2 separate regions of the Gadus morhua genome follow, and region 2 is linked to region 1. A link is a contact called in public Hi-C data. All regions are on one chromosome and are shown on one strand. The core of a region is the stretch at or near the end of the contact, and the rest is flanking DNA. Distances in the headings are between cores, read along the strand shown.

The links. Hi-C and Micro-C count contacts between places; a contact is called where the count stands out from the background.
Region 2: a Hi-C map of heart shows a contact between it and region 1, with 4 times the contacts expected there. The contact joins the promoter of ubxn4 here to the promoter of rmp64 in region 1. A contact is called at or near these places in 2 of 6 Hi-C or Micro-C datasets (gill and heart).

What each region holds. Positions count from the first base shown.
Region 1 is chr20:9,783,176-9,785,875 of gadMor3.0, forward strand. rmp64 (ribonuclease MRP subunit p64) reads right to left here and starts at 1,328. Exons shown (of 9, transcript XM_030342606.1): 1 at 1,090-1,328; 2 at 760-914; 3 at 552-640; 4 at 274-408; 5 at 77-154. The coding sequence starts at 1,174. It overlaps rab3gap1 (RAB3 GTPase activating protein subunit 1), which reads left to right and starts at 1,300. Exons shown (of 25, transcript XM_030342601.1): 1 at 1,300-1,386; 2 at 2,645-2,700.
Region 2 is chr20:9,956,532-9,959,231 of gadMor3.0, forward strand. It overlaps ubxn4 (UBX domain protein 4), which reads right to left and starts at 1,266. Exons shown (of 13, transcript XM_030343278.1): 1 at 1,033-1,266; 2 at 333-435. The coding sequence starts at 1,114.

The sequences.
Region 1 (2,700 bases), core at 78-2,577:
AGAGGAACATTAAATAAAATAGAATTATGCTATTATTACAAATAAATACAAATAGATAAAATGTAGATGCACTCACCATAGACGACTAACCATGCCGGTGATTACCACACTTAGGACTATAAATTCGTCCTGTTTAAGCTGCTGCCTTGCACGGCTATCCGTGATAGAAGATAGAAGTTAAGGCAGCAACCTTTATAAAACCTTTGGAATTCCAGTATAGGTCAGATACAAATGCATACACCCCAAATGCTGCTCAACAGCCCATAAGGATACGTGAATGATCTGCTGCAGTAATCCATTACGCAGGCCAATAGCCGGGCAGCTCCCAGGACCTTGAGAGAGACCCACTCCAGCATGGGCTGACTGGGACATGAGCTAACACACGAAGCCGCTGCGGGGTAGATCTTGCTACAAAAAAAACACAAAGATATTTCAAGTATGTTCCGCAAAAATAACAATACAGCTGATCAGGAAAAGGGGTAACTACATCGGCTCCACCGTTGTCAAGTCTGAAGAAACTGGTGCAGTCATCCATCACACTGGCCAAATACCTTTTAAACCTGCTTGCACAACAGTCTGCAAGATTTAGGAGGGCGGCATCAAGCTTCATCTCCTTCAGTCTGTTGATACACTGTTCAACCTTTGGGACAAAAATAACAACAATGCATGTTTAATGTTGCTTCCCTCCGATCTCGCCACTTATTACAATGCACATCTAAGCCCGTGTACGGAACACTAAGCGTCGAATCACTGTCCTACCTGCTTTAAAGCCCGAAACGTCAGGTTTGTCCCATGGTTGTTTTTACAAGTGAACAGCAGCTCATAAAGAACTCGGATCTCCGTTTGAAGAATGTGGCTTTTGAGCAAACCAAGGACCGTGTCGTTTTTCTTCAGCAGCCATCTAATATCAGCATCTACAAATGCAAAGTATTTTCAAATTAAACAACGAAACAAAAACGTATTGTCACACACTACTGCAAGTTATTTACATAGGTCATAGCCTCGTGGGTAACAAAAAGCACACGTGCCACGGCTGTTTACATTGTCAAATTCAGATGGATTCATACATGATTCAGAAAAAATAAATACCTTCTAAGATTCTTGGATTTATTTTTACAGAAGAAGCAGCACTTGGAAAAGGAATGTTTACTTTATTCCACAGTTCCTCCGCCATGCTGTTTGCTCAAGCCGGGCAAGCGGAACTCAATAAGCCTATCACGATCCAGCAAATGGTTACGTCAGCGTCCTTAAAGGTACCGTAGTTGTATAAAGCATTCAGCCAAGACCCAACACAGGAGAAAACTGGAGGGACGGCCACAGGGAAAGGGAAAGGGACAGAAAGAGCAAGCAGTGCGTCAAGAGGAAGACCGATGGGTAGATGAAGAGGTACGGCATTAAAAGGCGGAGCGGCAGGTGTGACGTGTGAGCAGGTTATTGTGCAGGATACGTGGTTAATACTCAGACCCAAAATGATAGAGATAATTCTCTCTAAGGCCCTGCTCAGACCCAATTGACCAGCACACTGGGTGCATGGAAGCAGTATTTTAATTTCTGTTAACTACATCACTCCTTTTACTATCTTCTTCAGAAATATCTTCCATATCAATTAAGTGAATGGTTAGTAAATGTTGTGTACATTTTACAATTATTGTTCTTAGAATATTCGTTATAAGGCATTGCCTATTCAAATAAGTATGAGTTTGATTATGAGTGATTGAAGCAATTTTTATAACATGGTCCAAGACTTTTGGTCAATTTTTTGCTTTGCAAAGAATGTTACATTTATTTGATTAAATATGTAAAAATGCAGATGAGTTTGGAACACTGGGGTTCGGAGGAATGAGGTTGTAGTTTAAGTTCAGCTCTTGTCACTTGTATCTTGTAGTGTAGAACTGGCCCCTGTGAGGTCAAAGACATTGCATTCAGATTAACCATAATTTACCAGGACCAGGGCCATACCACTATTCAATAATATAGAGTAGCATTTCAAACTACAGCTATGTAGGCTTAGGACTTTAGGACTGATACATTAGCTTGATCATGTTAAAGAATATAAAGTTATTTTGTAATGGTGAATAATAATTTGGCATCATGCGGGGACCTCTGCTGGTCACTTTAGGCAAACCTATTTGTGAATACGTTTGTTTGCGGACATGCTATTTCCACATTATTGGCTATTAATTCGCGTTGCGCAATTAATTAATGTATCAAAAACTTTTGGGATGACATTTATTTCATGTGTAAATGAAAATAACAAAACAATACAATCTATTGCATATGTAGCCTATGTTGTCCGATGTATTAGAATTCCTACTTCGGACGTTCCTACTGCCTCCTCAAACTAGAAAAAGGCAGATTATTTTTACGAATGCCATTTATACGAATGGTGACATGGCTACAACAACCCCTGCAGAATTAAATATATATGGGATAGCAGGATCACAAAAAAGGTATAGCATTGGCATCCCCTTCTATCCTGTCTCGGGGACTTTCTGTCCCTCTGAATTAGATGCACTGTCGTACGATTGTTTACTCTCTTATCACTTAACACTGGTGGCAAAACATGATTTTTGTTTATGATTTCCCTCCCAACGGGCAGCCTGTTGCGGTTTTTCCTTTACATCCATTATGCTGACTCCTGCAGGCTCTGATGCTCCACGTCAGGCACGAGCTGTTTCGGCTTGGTGCTGACGTCACTGC
Region 2 (2,700 bases), core at 16-2,515, 170 kb after region 1:
AAAGTTGCATACATTTTTGTTCAAGTTATATTCAGATTTAACTGCTGTATTGGTCAAATACTTTGAACACATAAAAACTATCAAACAACTAGTGTCAATACATTCTGAATGTTGAAACGTTAATGTTTTCTCAGAAATATACACATTGTAATGCTTGTGGGTTTACCGTCTATTACAATATCAACCGCTCTTTATACATCATGAGGCAAATGTGCATACTCTACTCATCCTGAAGTGCTAATTTACATTCAGTTAACAGTCCTGAAGGAAGTATTCACTGGAGACTGCATGCAGCAAGTCTTCATGTGATTCTTTCACATGTACTTCCATACCTCTTTGCATCCACTTTTATTGCCACACAGCAATTATGTGCCGCTTCTGACACTTTGTCTTCCTCCCAGCTCGATTGCAACTGCGCGGACTGCTCATCTTCGCCTTTTGGAGGTGTGAGGAATTCCGAGAAACAATTGTGTTATCATATTGTCTCCATACCAACTCCACTAAGGTTAGACCACCACAATTATATGGCATTGCATTTTTGAGATTGTATGTTTACAGACGGATAGAAATCAGAGAGTGGGATGAATGCCGATGGTATTATTGCTGGCTGATATTATTGTTCGTGCGTGGAAAAAGCTGGTTAATGAAAGATCGGAAATGGTCAAATCCAACTACATAATAGAGGGTCGCCCTGTTCATGACGTGGATGTACAAGTCATGCACGGGTCTACCGGGGATAGAAGCCAAGAAATTGCAGGACCATGACTCTAAAGCCAAACTCCATTGATATTTAAAGTTTCGTTCCTATCATTTCTGGATGACACGGCTCTGTGTAACAGTGTAGTCATAGGAAGCAAACGCATAGCTTGGGAACTCGTTGATATGTCTTATATTCTATAACGCAAGCAACAATAGCACGCCAGTTGTCATTTCTTTAAAGTGTTTGTGTATTAAAGGGTGACAGCTGGTAAACATCGTTAATCTGTGTGCTGCGCTGGACACTATAGCTAGCTAGAACATCTAGAAACATACCTGTGATCACAACGACAAACACCAAACTCTGTTGTTTGGCGGAGGCAATGGCAGCAGGAATGGAGCCTTCAAACCAACGCATATTTGTAGAATATGTTGTCTCTTTCTTTGTCTTTAACCCCACTGACTAGTTACATTAATCTTTAAAACCAAGTCAAAGTTACTGACGCTAACCGAGAACATACAGCTAACGTCTACTCCGCAGTATATATAGGACTTCCGGTATATGCTGGTTTCAAAATTAAAAGCTCAAACGTATTCCCATAAATGTTGTGTCCATTGAACTGCAATCAGGTAACACAAATATGACAAATACATTAAGACTCCAAAGTAAAAAATTGTAAACCCTTAATTATGATGATTGATTATCATTATTAACAGCTTCTCTCCGCCTTCAAACAATACATATGATCATAATTCTAGCGTGTTGTATTCCCACAAAATCTCCATCGGTTTATTCATTCCGAGGTTTATCAGCTACATTTCGTCATACAATTTGAGCTTTTACATTGAAGTCCAAAATAATGAAACGGAAGTATATCGTCTACAACTTTTGTTTATCAAGACCGTTTCACCATACACGGAAGTGTGAAGCCCCCAGGAACAGTGCATACTTCCGCAATCCACCAGTGCTCAGCGGCAAACCTGGTATTGCAGTCGTTTTAGCCATAGATATATGCCCTACGGCGGCGTCTAGAACGTCACCACTGGCGGCCATCTTACCACAGTAAGCTGCTCAGCCATAACATTAGCCGCGTTTACATGGACACATCTATGCCGCATAGATTTCTATGCGGCATAGAAAATGGTCATGTATACGCCTCATTCGGAATACATTTATCTGTTCGGCATAGATTCTATGCCGAATAGAATAGGTGGTGTAGTCCGTTTTAAATCGCCATGTATACACTTATTCCGCATAGATTGGGGTTTAACTTAGAGCAGCCGCAGTAGTTCGCAATTCCACTGAGCTCCGTCGGTACTTTTAAGCACACCGAACTTCACCGCTGTCAAGGAAAGTGGATTTATTGCCTGATTCACGTCTTTGTTATCACTCCGTAAAAGTAGTCCGGTAAGCGTGTCCGGTTGCTAAGCGACGGGACATGGGTGTTTATTAATGAGGTGTCCGCGCGCATCCGAGATAACTGTAAATGACTAAATTGACGTTGCTGCGCTGTCCTCCTCCTTCTTAATTGAAGGAGCAGGCAGAGAAAAGCTCCCTCCTGCTGTGCTTTCATTAAAATCAAATTTAAAATCCCCGATAGTGATAAGACATCCATTATGTCGCCGCCGGTCCAGAGACGTGTCAGGTGTGCGCGAGAGACATAACGGACACTTTTGTTACTGCCATGTATACAGTACATTCGGAACACATTTTAGGAACAGATCTATGCCGCATAGAAATCTATGCGGCATAGATCTGCCATGTAAACGCAGCTATTGTGTTGGTAGTGATTTCTGTACTTTTTAAACAACCATAACTTGCTAAATTTTCAACCGATTTAAAAACGGTTTGGTTTATTACAAACGTTATTAACGTGGTTATGATATTGTACCTATTTTAGAACATTATTCTATTTTTCATTATTCTATCAAAAGTATGCAGTGTCATAACTACATCTCTGACTATTATAACAAACCAAACCGTTTGAAAATCGGTTGAAAATT